Regions from separate parts of the Gossypium hirsutum genome. Here region 1 is linked to region 2. Evidence: chromatin contacts called from public Hi-C data. All regions are on one chromosome and are shown on one strand. Each heading gives the region's core, a stretch centred on a gene start, on an enhancer-like site or on the middle of the called end of the contact. The rest is flanking DNA. Distances are from core to core; before and after follow the strand shown. Region 1 holds the start of LOC121203633. Region 2 holds the start of LOC107948228 (54S ribosomal protein L17, mitochondrial).

The links. Hi-C and Micro-C count contacts between places; a contact is called where the count stands out from the background.
Region 1: a Hi-C map of leaf shows a contact between it and region 2, with 3 times the contacts expected there. The contact joins the promoter of LOC121203633 here to the promoter of LOC107948228 in region 2. A contact is called at or near these places in 10 of 34 Hi-C or Micro-C datasets (callus, hypocotyl and leaf).

Annotation. Positions count from the first base shown.
Region 1 is chrA04:22,255,744-22,261,671 of Gossypium_hirsutum_v2.1, reverse strand. It overlaps LOC121203633, which reads right to left and starts at 2,758. Exons shown (of 6, transcript XM_041111364.1): 1 at 2,498-2,758; 2 at 2,350-2,400; 3 at 1,313-1,364; 4 at 1,180-1,238; 5 at 982-1,027. The coding sequence starts at 2,623.
Region 2 is chrA04:21,689,467-21,695,800 of Gossypium_hirsutum_v2.1, reverse strand. It overlaps LOC107948228 (54S ribosomal protein L17, mitochondrial), which reads left to right and starts at 1,461. Exons shown (of 9, transcript XM_041111035.1): 1 at 1,461-1,640; 2 at 1,973-2,073; 3 at 3,657-3,750; 4 at 4,712-4,874; 5 at 5,118-5,183; 6 at 5,609-5,683; 7 at 6,197-6,326. The coding sequence starts at 4,729.

The DNA of each region.
Region 1 (5,928 bases), core at 1,509-4,008, 560 kb before region 2:
ATAGTCATTCGACTAAAATTCACTTGTAAATGCAGTCAAATTAAATCCCCCCCCTTTTTTTTTAGAGTAAGAAAGGCAGTACAATCAAATCGCTACAGAAGAAAAGCACCATAACCACAAGACATGAAAATGAAGCCAAGGTGCCTAATACTCTCAAATTTCACAAGAAAAACAAATGCATGCAACTTCTAAAGATCTTAAAGGTCAATATAGGATAAGGCAAGAAAGGTTTGAGGAGATGGACTTAAGACACGAGTAACAACTGCAAGAAACCAACCGCTAAATGCTTTGATAGACAATAGCAGCCCACAACTTATTTAGCTTTTTCTACTAAATAATTAATCCAATGACATACGGAACTCATAGACAAAACTAAATTACTTGCCAAACATTGCACACTCTACTCAAGGCCATAACATGCAAGGTAAGTGTGTAGGTTAAAAGGGGATGCAAATAGCAGAGCAATTCAAAAGGGAGAATACCAGTATACTTAAATGGTTACCACTTATTTTTTGACAAAGGAATAAAATTATCTTTTTATTAATAATAGTTATGATAAAGACTTATTGTAATATTTTCTAAACCATATTAATGGGTTTATCTGTTATAATATTTGCTGCTGTTCTTTCCTACTTGGAGCGGATGGCAAAAACATGTGTATGCAAATAGGAACAATTTGACGGTGCTGCACCATTAAACTGTCACATTACCTGCTGCTGATATTGCAGCAATGCAAACTGAACATACTATATAATTTTAGAAGTACTCAACATTCAACAATAGGACCATCATTTATTTAGAGGACTTCATAAAGATTATGATGTACATTGTAAATATCTCACATCACTTTCCACTAAAAGCTGCAGCAAATAGATTCAGCTCAATGAAGGATAAAATTTGCACAAATGTGATCATGCTTTATTTCCAAACTGAGAACTACATAAGCTACTTTACGACTAGAGTGAAAGAGCAAACTTATACCTCCAAAAGCTGCACTGGCGCCAGAAAACATTAACAGCAGAGGAATCTGTCAAAAAAGATCATAGAATTAAATTAAGTGAGCTTTAAGAAGATAAAAATAAAAGTTCTCTACCAGCCATGAAAAGGGGAAAATATGTTTGAGATTTGTCGCAGATTGAAAGGATTGGAAATGCAATTTAGAACAAAGAAATGGCATACCCCAGTTACAAAAGGGAGCCACTTAGGTCCCTTGATGTGATTCTGAAGGAAAGGGATCCCTGAAAATAAAAAACCGTAAGAGATGTGCACACAAAAGTAAAAGTCAGTGAAGACAAACGGAGTCCAATAATACCAGTATTAAAGCCATGTACTGCACTAAGCATTCCCCCGATACCAGAGCCAGCCTATTTGAAACAGAAAATGCAACAAATGTTGTAATAATCAACAATCTTTCGGCACATTAACTTAAAATTATGGTAACTTTAGGATTGTGATCCATACTATCTCATTCAAAACGTGAATTTTTTGGACAAGATTTCAATTTGGTGATCTTGCCATACTCTGAGCTGTTCTTGAAAGGCATAAGAATCTAAATGCCAAATGATTCCACACTGAATTAGAGCAAGAAGCAGCTTAATAGACTAGACTAAAAGTAACCGTAGTTTTTTACTATCTCTGAGAAACATACAACTTGAAAAGAGCTAGTGCTACAATTCTCAATTACTGCACATACTTTAACAGTACAAATAACATTATTTAAGTGTTCGAACATATCAAAATCACATACATTGATTTGATAATGATATCAGAAGATAGCATCTAATGATTCAGTTACGCAAACAATTTTTTTTTCAAACTTCAAAAGGCATGTTTCTACTTGCATTGACAGTAGAAACCCTATGTTACAAGGATTGGAATGGGTGTCAACTATATGTATATATCCAACAAACATATATTCATATTCTAAAGTTGTCTTTTTTTTCTTTCTCTGTTACCAAGAAAAATAAACCATTGGAGCTCCACCTTGAGGAGGTAGCAGTCTCACATCCCACAAATCCCAAAATCTGTCTCCTCAAGATTTAAACACGAAATCTCCAGATTGAATATATATATTTGAGGCCAGTAAAACTGTATATTCCTAATAGACATAAAAGGTTAATCATGGTAAAACTTGGTAACTAGTCTAAGCTAGGATATAATAGTTTTGAAAACTCATCTAAAAGTTTACAGCTTTCCAGGATGAAGATAAAAAAAACCATGAAACTTCTAGTAAGCAAAAGGGCCAATTATACCATGCAAGTAGCCCTAAACTACAAATTAGAGCATTGGGGGGTTATTATTTATGTTTCTTCCAACAAGTAAAACAAAAGAGGGAGAAAAGAAACGGACCACTGCAGTGGCATCCTCCAAAACTGAAGTAATTGTCCATTCAGCTTTGTCCTGCAAAAGAATTACAAATTAATAAAAGAAAAACAAAATTCAATAGTTAAAACCTTGAGAAAAAAAGAAAAAAGAAGAATAGAGATGAAGGGATTACGGAATCAGGGTGTAAGAGAGAAAGGCAACGAGGACAACGAGCGGAACCTAAGCCAGGGTTGATGGTTGGATCGTGGTGCAGATTTCCATTCCTTAGCTTTTCCTCATATACTTCTCTTGTCCCCATTCTTCCAATCTCCCAAAACCTCTTTTCTTTCCTTTTTTCCTCACAATCTGATTTCTCCGAACGAACACAAAACTCAGGAACCCCACAACAGAACAGAACTCTTTCGATCTTTTTGTTGCATCTAAAGACAAGATATGGGCCGAACCTCTTTCCATAGAGAAGTGTTTATTTAGATTCCTTGGGCCAGTTACTTTGTCATCGGATCGGGCTAGAAGTTTGAAAAAAAATTTATTCAATTACTATATATTTTTGGAGGAGAAACTAGAGAAAGTACTAGAGAAAAGAATCAACATCAATTAGATCCATTTATGGGCTGAGTTAGGCCCGACCAAAATGTTAAGCCTGATTGATAGGCTCAGTCTAACTCAAAAATGACATAAATTTATTTTTAAATTTAGTTTAAATTATATATGTTAAACCCAAATTAAACTTCACTCGACTTATTTTTTTTAAAAAAAATATTTTATTACACAAAATAAATTTAAAAAAATATAGTATATCAAATACACTATAAACTTAAAAAAATTATTAACTTGCCTCTTTTATCTTGTTTAAGCAAATTTATAATTTTTTTTTAACTTACCTCTTCTATTTAAAAATTAAAAATTAAATTACTTAGTAAATGAATTATTTCTCTTTAAAATATGATATAAAAACCCACCCACCCCACAGTTCAACACTAATATATATACATCAAAACCAATTTTAAACAGGCAACAATTATGTAACATGAAGCAGTTCAAAAACGGAGAAAGAAGAGTTAAAATAGTGAATTTTTACACAGCGAAAACAGATAAAGATTTCATATGAATGAAGTAACTATTATATTAAGCAGAAAATGAAAAATCCTCCAAGCTGGACTATGTTTATGATCATGCACATGCTTCATATCGCCACAGCAAAAAGTGACAAACCAAACATTAGCTAAAAAACTTATACATGCACATTAATTGTAACACCCCAATCCCGTATCCGTCGCCGGAATAGATAAAGGGGCATTACCAGTCTTGAAACTCATATCAGAACAGTAAATTTTTTATTTTTTTTTGAACATTCCTTTAGATAAGTACTAAAGACAGTTAGGGATACAATTTAAACTTCTATAAGTACACATTCAAAAGATGCCATTTTCGCATAGCTTATATACATTAACCAAAATATCCTCTCACTACTAGTCTATTCTATACATGCCATAAGATAATCCAAAACGTAGCAGTACCAAACAGTGGATAGTGATAGTGTGACTAGTTGCTGATGATCCCGGAACCTGTAGCTTCCAAATGAGATCTATAAAACAGAGGAAACAAAGTACACGGAGTAAGCATTATAATGCTTAGTAAGTTTTAAGCAGTGTCAACAGATAACAATCAAATTATAACATAGTTGTTCGTATTTTTATTTCACTCTTCCTTCGGGCATACCATCCCTTTACCGAATATGCACATCTCATCATATATAATAGGCAGATAAATTCTCACTTGATAGTGACCTCTTATGATCATAGGTACATTACATATATATTTTTTTGACTTTCCACATTGACCAAATGCACAATAATCATAGAACAGTCTTATTGCTTTACTCACATGTGCATCACATAACGACCTCTTGATTTAGTCTAAATCAAACTTAAATATAATCTCAAAATACATACCTGACCAACTTAACGCGTTGAACGTATTTATTACCAATTGTTACTGTGAAGTTATATAATCTTACGCTTTACTTGAATCTTCAGCAAAACCTTTAGTTCGGGGCTTACCTGGACAAAATCTCCACACGTAGTCATCGGGTCTTTAGAGCTCGGATATAGTACGAGCACGAAGCCTACGGACATTAATCAGTGATAATATTCTCGCATAAAGCCTGCGGGGTTTTAACCCGGATATAGTACTGACATAAATGCCCTTCGGGACTTATCACATTTATACACTTTCACATCCATCACGTTGGCCACTCGGCCCTATCACATATATACACTTTCACATTCATCACATCGGCCATTAGGCCTTATCACATATATACACTTTCACATTCATCGCATCGGCTATTAGGCCTTATCACATATATACACTTTCACATTCATCACATCGGCCATTAGGCCTTATCACATATATACACTTTCACATTCATCCCATCGGCTATTAGGCCTTATCACATATATACACTTTCACATTCATCACATCGGCCATTAGGCCTTATCACATATATACACTTTCACATTCATCACATCGGCTATTAGGCCTTATCACATATATACACTTTCACATTCATCACATCGGCCATTAGGCCTTATCACATATATATACACTTTCACATTCATCACATTGGCCATTCGGCCTTATCACATATATACACTTTCACATTCATCACATCGGCCATTAGGTCTTATCACATATATACACTTTCACATTTATTCAAATATACTTCACATACCACATATACTATCATGTACAGACTTGGTCTTGGCCGAATCTACATCCATCACTTTCCAATGAATAATTCAATTTTACGCCATACTATCATTTCATATTCGAATACTCATAAACTTACAATATCACGATTTAGAATTCAAGTATGGGTTTAATCAATAGCTTATGAGCAACTAAAACAAGTTTTATCCATGTTTACAACAAAATCACATATTCACTACGAGCTATTTTCCTGAGCAATGGTCACTAAATTATTTATAACCGGAGCTACAAGACTCCAAATCACTTGCCGTTAATTTTCCCTGAATATAGACTCGCATATCTTTCATCCATAAAATTTTCAGAATTTTAGGTTTGGCCAATCAATACCAGATTTTTCTTAAAGTTTCCCCTGTTTCACTGTTTGACTAATCTGACCAGTCTTCACTACGAATCAAAATTCTCATTGTACAGAATTCAAAGTATGTTCTATTTGATTTCATTTGAAACTAGACTCATTAAGGAGTCTAAGCATATAAATTTTATCTTGTAACCATTTTTGTACAAATTATAGTGATTTTCTTAAAACAGAACAGGGGATTTCGGAGTCATTCTGACACCGTCTCACACAACTTTAAATATCTCTTTATAGGAAATTCCTTTGCTTACACGGTCTCTTTTATAAGAAACTAGACTAATTAAGCTTTGATTGTATATTTTATTCAGCCTATAATTCCACACCAAACATTTATAGTGATTTTCTAAAATCACGTTACTGCGGCTGTCCTGAGCAAATTATTATAATTTGCTCTTAAATTTCCAAGTCCAAACACTTAGGAACTTACCATTTGAGTTTAAGACATATCATGGCCACATCATATCTTATTAAATCAA
Region 2 (6,334 bases), core at 212-2,711:
GCGAGGCAAGGTTATAAGCTTAATCATTCAATCATCCTTTAAGAGGGTTCCCATATATAAACACATCTCATACTTGATATTTAACTAATGTGAGATCAAGCCTTTACTTTTCTTCAACAAATATTTCCAAATAGCTTACTTTGAACATTAATTTCTCATTCACCACTCAACCATTTTGAGCATATGATGTATCGTTGTAAAGGTCTCATGGAGTAAAATATGAAACCATAATTTTATGATTCAACTCTCCACCTTTACCTATTGAGAATATGCCTCAAAGTTCCCATAAAATGCAATTTTTCCAACATCATTTTTTTTTCTAAATTTTTTAGCGAAACCTCTCATTTAAGACGTCATCTAAATAGTTGTTTGAAAAAAATTAATAAGGACATCATTCATTCAATACACCATAGCCACTCAACCATCTTTAGGAGGTGGTTCATCTATAAAAACCTATAAGTTTGATGCTGATGCTGATGAGTGTCATCAAGTTATTTCTACTTTTCTTGTGTGTGGCAAGCATTCATTTAGAATAGTTCAAGAACTGAGATTTAGATACATGATGAGTATTGTTAATCCTAATTTTAATACAATAAAACATTTATTATATTTATGTTAATATTTTTAAAATATAAATATTTTTTAATGAGTTACAAAACATTTATTTTAGCATTTTTAGTGCATTTAGTATATTATATATATTTTAAAAAATATTTTTAAATAAAAACTAATCTAAAATAATCAAATATGAGCAAGCCGGATCGGTTCGAGTTTACCTTTTTTAAATCAAATCGGATTTGGATAAAAATGTAAGCCCATTTTCTAGACCGATTAGACTTGAATTAAAAAATTGATCTAAATACATTGTATGGATCTAGCCCAAATTTGATCCAGCCCGATGACCTAAGTTTTAACACTTTTTAGATGAATTAATGTAGTAGACTGATGTGATCATTGGGTACATGTCGATAACATCTAGAAGAAATTATACTGATGTGTTGATTACCATATTATGTTATCCCGGAATTTGACATGTTTTTTAAACTATAATTTATTGATATATTATATATTTTAAATTTTTTATATAAAAATAATTTAAAAAATTTAATATGAACATGCCAAGTCAGATTCGAATTTAGCATTTTTAATTTAGGCTAGATTTAGATAAAATTTTAAGCTTATTTTTTAAATTAAGTTGGACAGTTACCAATCACAAAAATAATAATAATAATGATAGACATTAATGGTGATAATATTAATGGCAAGAACATTAACAAAAACAAATTAATAAAACAATTTCCAAGGGAAGTTAATATAACTATACATATGTTGGCTGGAATGATAAAAATTTTCCTTTATGATCCGATAATGTTTAGGAACTCCAAAAGCGATCATGGAATATTTACAGCTAGATGATCGGTTTATTTATATTTACACTGGAATAATATTGTAATTGTTTTCAATTTTTATCTACCAAAAAGAAAAATGAAGGCAATGAAGTTAAAGTAAGAAAATAATACCCACATACTGGAACCGCGTTGATTAGAAACTACAAGATTTCGGCCGCTCCTGAACCTTCTAAAATCTTGGTCTTTTCCCTTTCTATCGTTTTATTCACTTAAATGAAGATAAATTAAAGGGTAAATTTAAAAATAATTATTTTTGTTTAATTTAGATTATATTTTAGTTATTTATATTATGGTAAAACATAATGTGAAGTAAATAAAAATGAACAAAATCTTTCACTTCTCTGTCAAACTGAACCTTCTGCAAAGCTAACCAAGAGAAGGAGCCTTCTCTTTTGTTTTGAAACCCTAGCCGCCGTGAGCTTTCATCGCCATCAAAATGTCGTCAAGGGTTGTCTCCAACTGTCAACCCTTTTAAGTCGCCCCTCTATTTCTCCTTTTTCAAAACCTTCGATTCGATTTGATTTTGGATTCAAGGCCCTTTCTGTTAAGTTCTTTTTCTCCAGTTCGTTTTTTTCAGGTCACCAAGTGCTCGACGATATTACTCAACGAACAAAACTAGAAGCTGATCATTTTACTCTCTTGATCGGATCACCAACTTTCTTCGGTAAGAGCCTGCTTAATTGGATATGATCTAATATATTATTAAACCAGTAAAAAACTTGAACGATTTAAAATGTGTACTTAAAGATAAATTGCATGATTTAGCTTTTATATGACTGTTTCGGATTAAAAATCGAGTTGATTCTATTAACTCAATTCAAATAATTTGAAATTCGATTTTTTTTCGAATTTTTCGAGTGGAATCGAATTCAATATTAAATTGAAATATGCAGGCAGGGGCCGAAGGGCTTGATTTGTTCTTTTTTACTCTGTCTTTAGTTAATTTGTTCTTTCTAACTTGTAGATATTTCCATGAATTAAAAAAATTATTAATTTTCTGAGCAAAAAGGCTAATAATACCAAGGCATACATCTTTTGCATGGTACATTATTTTAGTTTCTGAAACATAGATTTTGTCAATAGAAACTCAGTAAACTGGTTTTCCCTATACTCAGGTGGGATGCGAAAATGCTAAAAATACACAATTAAAAGCTTGAATATTCAAGATTTTTCTCGAGATGGTTTAATCTGTCAATACTTTTGCAAATTTTGATATGTCTCTATACAAGTAAACATCAAGAGTGAGTTCCTTTTTTATTCCGTTTTTATTTGCATGCATGTGCTTGTGCTTGTGCTTGACCAAGTATCATTTGAAATAAAGATTGACCATTTATGAACTTTGATTTCAGTAATCTCAATAAACCATAGATTGTTTTATTCCTTTTTTATTTACATGCATGTGCTTGTGCATGATCAAGTATCATTAAAAGTCTCTATGCACGATAACTTTGATAAGTCAGATTGTTAATGAACCCTGATCTGCTGCTTTAGAATATTTCTATCTCCATAGATTATTGGGTTCTCCTTGCCTAATTTGTAATTTCCTTGCTTGATGTTGAATATTTAAGATATATGGTCTGTACTATGTAGTTTGATAAAGCTTCTTCAATCTAAGTAAGATCTATTGCTATAATGTAGTAATTATTAGACATGAAGAATTGTGTGCTGTGATGATTTTTTTATTTTGTTACATTCCTTTATATGTAATTTTTTCATTTATCAAATGGACTTGTATCCTTTTCTTTTTTTCTAGGGGTCTGAATAATGGAGTTTTTAACAATGAATTTTTTTTCTATGCAGACTTTTTTTTTTGGTAAAATAAGGGTTTAATTTGTCCTTTTTGACTCTGTCTTTAGTTAATTTGTTCTTTTTAACATGTAGACAAGTGATCCAATTCCTAGTCGTCATATAATCATGTTTAAAAACTTTAAATAAAAATATTTTTTAAAAAATTACATAAAAATAAATAACATCAGTCATTGTTTTAATTTAACTCGAACAATTGTATTCAATTCAATTTGAATAACATCTCACTTGACTCGATTCGTAAAAATTTCAAATCAAGTTAGGATGATAAAATAGGATTTGAAAACTTGATTAACTCGAAAATTTTCCATTCGATTCAATTCGGTCGAATGCTCACCCCTAGTGAGAGTTTTCTTTTATCATATTTGACTAGTAATAGTGGCTTATTTTTTAAAAAATCCAATGTACTCATCTTTTGCTTTGATATTGTTAATAATGTAGCAAAAGAAGGTTTCTCTTTTGAGGATGTCGACAGTGTTTGAAGGGGGGCTTCAATCTGTCCTTTGATTGACTTGGCCATTCATATCGACGCAAGGTATCTCTCTACAATCTCATGATTTTGTTTGGAATAACATTGATGTGTGTTGTTTTATTTGATTATTGTTTCTTGTGTGCATGACTGTTAATGTTTATTTGGTCGTGTGTATTCCCCTCATTGAGTGTGTTAGTAATAAGTTGGGAAAGTCAAATCCATCAAGTGAAGGAAAAACTAGTTTGAAAGTAGTCGTTGAAGTCCCTTTTAGTTGAATGGGGTAAGGATAAAGTAAATAAAAAAAGGGAGAAAGTAAAACATAAAAAGAAGTTTTGAAAGTTGTTTTAAAAAATAAAAGAGATAAGGTTATTTTTGTTTATTGTTTTTTTTCATTAAAATGACTATAAATGAAACCCAACTGTACATTAATATAGCTCTCCAAATGACCAGTAAACAATAAAGGGAAACTGATTTTATTTTTATTATAATTTAAAATTCTTAAACTGTTCTTTGTGATTTTTGAAATCCCCTGCTTCATAGGAGACTGATTTCAGGTATGAATCTTTACTTCAACTTTGTCATTTGCCTTTTCATCTCTGTTTTTAGTTTCAGATCTATGCTTCTTTACTTGTATTTCAGTGGATTTTAGTTTCAGGTCTCAGTCTGGTTCTTGTTTTTGTTTGTTTATTGTCTAGTATATGTTATATATTTTCGGATTGCTTGTTTGCCTCTGTTTAAGATGGTTGTGTTATGGTCTATTTGTTTTGTAATTTCTGCTTAGCAGAATACTGTTGGGGGTTGGGATTTTGTTGGGTCTTGCGGCGTGGTAGTTTTTGGGCTTTTCTGCCTGGGTATATGGGTTTGGAGACTGAATCATGGGTGTGGGTTTTGTGGGCTTTAGGCATGGGTTGGGGGGCTGGGGTTTGGGGTTTTTCAAGTAAAACAAAAATTAAAAATACCTAAATGAAAAGTAAAAAAAAAAAAATTACTACGATACCTTCACACTGGATTTAGGTTTAAGCAGGCTTTTTCAAGTCGAGAATGCACAGATCGTTGGTTCGGCCATTCATGGGGGTGCGTGGGTTTTCCTCAACCTCCAAGAAAATTGTGGCGTCGGTACTGTTCGAGAGGTTACCTGCCATTATTCCCAAATTGGATCCTGTGGTTTATGCTTTTCAAGAGTTTTCGTAAGTTTTCATTCTCGTGAGAAAATCTGGGATCTAGGATACCTTAGATTTCTATTGGTTAGCTCATTGATGCAAAAAGGAAGAAAAAAAGCTAAAATATTTTGCTGAAAACAGCATGATTAGTGGTTTATGGCACAAAGTTATTGGCTTTTTTAGTTCAAGTTTTCAGCTACTAATTGGGGTTTTATGGAAATAGCTGAAACTCTTGGGATTTATTTATGTAATTGCTTTTGTTTTATGCAGCTTTCGATGGAGGCAGCAGTATCGACGCAAATATCCTGATGATTTCTTGGACATGTCTAAATCTAGGCAAGTTGTAAATTTGTTATATTAGGGGCATTTATTTGTATGTTGGGTCTTTCTTTCCAACTTAAGTGGTTACTGACTAAGCATAAAAGTTGTTTATTTTATGCATAGCAATTAAGAAAAAAAAAAAAAAGGAAAGCAATTGATTTATCCAAATGAATGATTTAGAGTCGTGATTCCTCTGGAGAGCTGATTTGGGGAAAACAATGTAGAGTAATTTAGGCTTAATTGTTTTAAATTGAAAAACAACAGCCTCAAAAGCAATGAAGGTTGTTCGTTTGGATACATTATGTATGTTATGCTCCTCCTTGCTTTGCACTTTCAATGAGTGCATGCATGACTTCAGATTTGCACATTAAGAAAAAGGTGAAGTGCAACAAAGATGATTTTAATTTTCAGCTAATGTACTGAAATTGTTGTATAACCAGGGGAAAAGGTGATTACCAAATTGACTATGTTCCAGCTCCAAGGATCACTGAAGCTGACAAAATGAATGACAGAAAGTAAGTTGTAGATTTCATATTGCTCATTGGAACTTAATTATCAGGAGACCGTTCTTTGTTTGAAAGAGATCGAATATGTGTTGTCAAGAACTAACAATTTTTGGGAATAACTGGCATGAAATCTGCATTAATAATCTCTAAGAAGCTGACAAAAAGGAATGACGGAAAGAAAGTGGTGCATTTTTAATTGTTCAGTGTAACACTTTTATCTATGGGCTATTCTTTGTTTGATAGAGATCAGATATATGTCATAAGGAACTAATAGTGTATAGGAAGAAATGATCAGAATTGGATCTCAAAGTGCTTTTCTCTTCTAGTTAAAGTATCTGTCTCCTTATTTTTACATAAGAGTTTGTGAACGAACAATAAACATCATCCTTAAGAAAAAATTTTCTTCCTCTCGGTGGTTGTGGCCTTGTGTGGATAAAAAGTGAAGTTAGTACATTTGAGCGACTGTTAGTAGTTTAGTACAATATTTTGATTGCGAAAGCTCTGAACTTTGTATTTGTCAAGGTCATTGCAGAGAGCACTTGATACAAGATTGTATCTTCTTCTATATGGTATCAGTAATGCAGCTCCTAGCGGGAAACCTGTGTGGCATTTTCCAGAAAAAGTTTATGATTCAGAGGAGACGTTGCGCAAGGTAATGGT